2 separate regions of the Danio rerio genome follow, and region 2 is linked to region 1. A link is a contact called in public Micro-C data. All regions are on one chromosome and are shown on one strand. The core of a region is the stretch at or near the end of the contact, and the rest is flanking DNA. Distances in the headings are between cores, read along the strand shown.

Region 1 (3,141 bases), core at 271-2,770:
TTATAAGTATGTTCACAAGCATGAGAAGTAAAGGTAATGCATAGTTTATTAGCGGGAGCTCTATATGTGATATATGATGCACTGTAAAAAAGGCAGGGTTCAATACAATTAATTCATGTTGTCCCAACACAAATTGATTAAGACAACTTAACACTTAGCAAATTTATGTGGATTGAACAAAAAAATTAAGTTGTCCTAATAAAATCTCAATAATTGTGTTATTTCAGCTCATTTTAATTAAGTAGTCTGAACAAGTAAAAAAATGCAATTAATTAATATTACAAATAATATATATATATATATATATATATATATATATATATATATATATATATATATATATATATATATATATATATATATATATATATAAATATATATATATATATATATATATATATATATATATATATATATATATATATATATATATATATATATATATATAAAAAATATATATATAGACAATGTGTGTATAGACAATGAATAGTCAGGAAGAAACAGATTTATTGAAAATTTAAAATTTTTAAACTAAAGTAAAATTGAATATTCTTAGAAAGCTGTTTTTTTCTACAGCAAGTTGCCATTTCATGTTGAGACTATTTTGTCCTAGTGATTTTGTTCTGAGACCATTCTGTAGACCATTTCAATGTGGTCATGCCATTGGCCCATGAACATTTTTGCTTGTTATCAAACTATTTCATGACTGCAATAAGAAGCAATTTAATCATAACTTATTGTTGAAACAGTCATAACATAAAATCATAACATTATTGATTAAAATGTGGCTCTTTTTGGATTCTCGGAAGCTAAATGAAAATTTTAAAACAAGAAACACATTGGGACCGTTGTTTTTGTTTACATCCTTCAAAATGGTCTATATTAACAGTCAATATACTGCAAAGTTTCTCTTTTCAAATTCATATTTTTTCCAGAACATTTCATTGACCATAAAATATACACATAATCGTCATGCATCCGGACCTATAGGTGTCAGTATAAAGCTGAAAACTACTTGAAATAAGATGCCACAAAATAAAAATTAAAACTTTCTGGAGGAATCTATAAAGGGGTTTTTACTATGTAGTATAACTTATTTTTTTGCTCATGCATATTACGTATTATTGTTATTTTGCATTTTTAAGAATAAAAATAAATTGCACAACACTTAACATAAAGTTATGACCGCAGTAAAGTTGCATTAACATCATCATCTTGAAAATGTTTGTTAAATAGCATCAGATTTTTACATTGGTTGTAATTTACGCGAAGTTTTTTTTTCTTTGCTTGGAATAAACAATTATCTTAGTTAGGATATATGAAGAAAAAAGAAATAGATGGATGTTATGCCTTTAAGAGTTAAGAAACTTGAAACCTTGTTTGCGCAACAATCAGTGCAGCTCAGAGCCGCCAAAGTGTCTAGACTAGCACATGATGGTAGTCAGCCAATGGCTCCATCGCTCTCCTCGGGGGCCCTGTGTGTGTGCGTATGTGTGTGTGTATGTGTGTGACAGGGGGAGAAAAAAAGGAAAAAGGGAGAGAAACGGAGAAAGAGAGAGATATCTGGGTTGCAGTTTGACCAGGTCTGAACACGGAACCAGGAGCACATTATAAGTCTACGGATTGTTCCTTTTCTGGCCCCGGCGCGCGCACAAGGATATTTTTGGATCGCAAAAAAGAGAGCGCGCTGGAATTGTGGAAAAACAACCGGAATAGTGAATTCTGCAAGGAATTGTCTGTGGATTTAATTCGCCGAGGAGCAGCTTCATTCATGTCTCCAGACCCGCTGTTGAAGAGTGGATTTGAACGTGTTTCAAAGTCCGAAAACATTTAAGAGCGCGCGACTAGAGTAGATTTTCGCCTGGGGTTTTTTGACATCACATTTATTTGATGTAGTTAAAACCCGTAGTGCATTTTAAATCTGGAAAAAAACATCATCGGACTCTTGGTCCACTTTCCAAACATGGTTCACATGTAGGCTTCTTGACAGCGTTCTTGTAAAATGAATGCGTTTCGCTATGCGGTAGTTTGACGATTTCTGTTTTTAATGCAATATAGCATTGTGCCTTCCAAACTAATGTTGTGGCTTTGCCACCGATATACGGTGCTCGGCTGTGCACGCGCTGCACGGCATTCGGCCAACATTAATGTTGCACGAGCTCAGAAATAGTTTCAAATCGCTGAGATCTGAACGTAAATAACTCATCTAGAGTTTCAAGTTGTCGTATGTTCAGGACGAAACGCTCAGGTCTTGTGCGGCGACTCTGGAGAAGCCGTTTGATTCCAGATAAAGAGGGGGGCGATGGATATGGCAAAAGCGGCGAGGGGTCTCGAGACGATCTGCTTGGCACCAACCCAGAGAAAATTCCCAAGACGGAGTTCAGACCGATGACCCCGAGCGGGTCGCCTAGCGTGGACTATGGGGAAGTGTGTACGAGGAATCCCGCTGAGAGCAGCGGCGGTGGCACCTCAGGGGGCTTTTTGGACCAAGATGGGGGTACGGTATGTACGGTGGGAAGCCCTCGGTCTGTGCAGGACAGCGATTGTAGAACAGTCACTTGCTGTTTATTCAAAGATCGGGACCATCATTCTGGATCTAGAAGTCCGGAGCCAGGCTCGTGCCAGTTTGTGCTGAGGAACATTGGCTCTTCACGGGACCCCGGTCCTCTGGAGAGCCAGGAGTCGAAACCTCGCTCCGTCATGGAGCAGGAGCTCAAGACCGCCACCTATTCACTATTAAAAAGGCTAAAGGAGAAAACCTTGGATACTTTGTTGGAAGCTGTGGAGTCAGGCGGGATGCCGAGCGACTGTGTGATGGTATCGCGGACCGAGCTGCGGTTAGGCGGCCACATGGCTCCTCCACAACTGCTTATCTGTAAGCTTTACCGGTGGTCTGACCTGCAGCACACGGCCCAGCTAAAAGCGCTCTGTGAGTGCAAGAGCTTCGGAGCTCAGGACGGTCCGGTAGTGTGCTGCAATCCATATCATTACAGCCGACTCTGTGGGCCAGGTAAGCGAAGGTCCTGTCGACGATTGTATCTAAAAGTATTTTGCTTTACACCTGCTGTTATGCCAAGGGCTTTCCTTAGGGTTCCCCTAACGGTTGCGTTGAAGCCGTGCTATTGCAGTGATTCATGTACT
Region 2 (3,141 bases), core at 339-2,838, 100 kb after region 1:
TCGGCTAGGTCAATTGAAATTTCTGTGTGGAGTTTGCATGTTTTCCCTGTGTTCACGTGGGCTTTCTCTGGCTGCTCCGGTTTTGTCGTAAAACATGCTGAATTAGTTGGCGGTTCATTCCACTGTGGCAAGGCCAGAATAAAAAAGGGACTAAGCTTAAAAAAATGAATGAATGAATTTTGTATTTGTCCAGGTAGTAACGTAATATTTTTAAAACATTTAAAAAAATGTTTGTTTGCTTGTTGTATTGTTATATATACAGTTGAAGTCAGAATTATTAACCCCTTTGAATTTTTTTTTTTATATATTTTTCAAATGGTGTTTAACAGAGCAAGGAAATTTTCACAGTATGTCTGATAATATTTTATCTTCTGGAAAAAGTCTTATTTGTTTTATTTTGGCTAGAACTAAAACATTTATTAATTTTTAAACACCATTTTAAGGACAAAATTATCAGCCCCTTCAAGCTATATATTTTTTCGATAGTCTACAGAAGAAACCATCGTTATACAATAACTTGCCTAATTACTCAAACCTACCAAGTTAACCTAATTAACCTTGTTAAGCCTTTAAATATCACTTTAAGCTGTATAGAAGTGTCTTGAAAAATATCTAATTAAATATAATACTGTCATCATGACAAAGATAAATTAAATCAGTTATTATAAATAAAACTATTATGTGCAGAAATGTGTTGAATAAATCTTCTCTTTGTTAAACAGTAATAATACAATGATTCAGGGGGGCTAATAATTCTGACTTCAATTGTATATATTAACAATAATGTAATAAACTGAACAATTGAAAATATAGTTTTAAATACATTGTCAAAAGTAAGGTGCATAATTTGAACACATACAAACAGTAATTTTAGAAACATATAGGAAGCATTATAGACAGTTTAAAAACATTGGGAAAACCCATCATACTTATTCTTCATCATTCAAATAAATTAATTAATAAAAATATAATTTTTTTGAAGAATATCATTCGTAAATCATTATTATTATTTTAGAAATGTAAATAAATAGCTACTTTTTGCTATTTTAAATAGCAAACACACATATTCTCATATTTCAGAAATCAACACATTCAGTTCATATGCAGCAAATTAATTTCAAGTATTTTCACTTTAAATCTCAAGGTTTTAATATCATGTGAAACATAAATTGAGTCAAGTGTGTCTAAACTTTTGACTCTCACATTTCTGTGCAGCACTGTGCACAAATGCATGTATGAAATGTGCTGCTGATAAAAAGATTTATTTTTGAGCTTACACCGCGTTAATAGAAACTACATTCAGACCTTTTGCGTGCTCCGCTTTTTCAAAAGTGAAAAAATGAGGCGGAGAAGAGGAACAAAATATGAATGGAGAGACCTTGAGGAGAGTTAAATCATTGGTTTGTTTATCGGTGTGACCGAGAGAGCACATCAGCGTGTGATTGAGCAGTCTTTAAAGCTGCCCCAGAGAACGACACAGAGAAAATAAACTGTTTAGTGTTTCACTGGAAAACTTTTTTTTTTCTTCCCCCCACCCCTCCATTTCTTTCTGAATGAGAGGCTGAGTAGGAGTGCTGAGGTCTATCAGAAACATATGTGTGGAGTTCAAGGGCGGTTGGAGGAAGAAAGCGGATAAGCCTCTTAAAATGGTCTACATTCAGTGTGAGACTCGCTCTCAGAGAGGAAAAACAAGCGCTGAAATGCCATCTCATCAAAAGAAACTAATGGAATGTTTAAACCAGCTGAAACCATAAAAAGCAAACCTTGCCCTCGCGTCGTTTGCAAAGAGTGCTGTATTTTGTCTCTCGTGTTCTCTTACGGGTCTCGTGTGTTTCAATTGCTCATTTGTGGCTTTTTGAAAGATTGAGCCGTCATGCAGATTTGGCTCTGCAAGTATGTATTTATGTAGGACAGTAGGACTTTTTTGTTATGCAGATGAAGATTTAAAGCATGCAGAATAGTGCTGAGGTGGCACTCTGTCCGTCTTGTGTGTTTATTGTGAGTTGTAGTCTAACACACACATCACATCACATCAGAGAGGTTTCGTAGCTGTCACACATTAGAAGAGAACCACAGCTCCCTCTTTTGAAGGCATGCATGTAGAACTTGAGCTCAAGGATCCTGCTTGGAGATTTCAACCCCACCTTCTGGTGGTTTTGCAGTTCACGCAGTCAGTATATAAAATTGGATCTGTTTTTTCCATATCGTGTAGAGCTATTCTAATTACTTTGAATGGTTTTTATGTATTCATTTTTAGTTTAGTTTGGCTTTAGGAAAAATTTTATGTCTTTGTTTTTAGCGGGATGCAACATAATCATATGTGCCAGTAAAATTTATCAAACATGCACATTGATTTCATCTCAATTGACTACATTAATATAAAAACTACATCAAATTGACATCTAACATTGGCATGAAAAAAAAAAACACCATAAAAAATGCATCAGTCGATTTTTGATAATAATGTTAGATGTCGATTTGATGTTGCTTTGACATCAAGGTCAAAAAATTCTGTTATTTTACTTTTTTTTTTTTTTTTTTTTTTTTTGCAACAGCAGGGGTGCCAGAAAAAAGGAAAATAATGGATGTTAAATTACAGACATTTACCGTAAAATAACCAATGTTAAATTACTGAAGCTTACTGTAAAACAGCAGATGTTAAATTACAGAAATTTACCATGAAATAACAGATCTAAAATTATGGAAATTTATCGTAAAATAATGGATGTTAAATTACAAAAATTAACCATAAAATAATGGACGTTACATTACAAAAATTAACTGTAAAATAATAGACGTTAGATTACAGAAATTTACTGTATAATAATGGACATTAGGTTACAGAAATTTACTGTAAAATAATGGTCATTAGATTGCAGAAATTTACTGTAAAATAATGGACGTTAGGTTACAGAAATTTACCATGAAATAATAGATGTTAAATTACGAAAATTTACCGCTTCTTAATGGACGTTAGATTACAGAAATTTACCATAAACAACAGATCATAAATTGCGGAAATTTACCGTAAAATAACGGACGTTAAATTACAAAAATTAACCGTAATATAATGGACATTAGATTACAAAAATTAACTGTAAAAAAATGGACATTAGGTTACAGAAATTTACTCTAAAATAA

The links. A called contact is a pair of places that touch in the nucleus more often than the background predicts.
Region 2: a contact with region 1 is called in a Micro-C map of caudal fin, with 8 times the contacts expected there. The contact joins the enhancer-like site here to the promoter of smad6b in region 1. A contact is called at or near these places in 1 of 18 Hi-C or Micro-C datasets (caudal fin) and 1 of 4 datasets of contacts at active chromatin or transcription factors (embryo).

Annotation. Positions count from the first base shown.
Region 1 is chr18:21,033,748-21,036,888 of GRCz12tu, forward strand. smad6b (SMAD family member 6b) reads left to right here and starts at 1,521. Exons shown (of 4, transcript NM_001045051.2): 1 at 1,521-3,010. The coding sequence starts at 2,227.
Region 2 is chr18:21,136,598-21,139,738 of GRCz12tu, forward strand. No RefSeq gene overlaps it. Among named protein-coding and RNA genes, the nearest start is that of smad3b, 22 kb to the right of the region's middle. Within about 2 kb of position 1,589, at least 18 of the 62 cell types and tissues checked have an H3K27ac peak or open chromatin away from gene starts, as enhancers often do. A contact at or near this core is called in caudal fin, where this site is marked.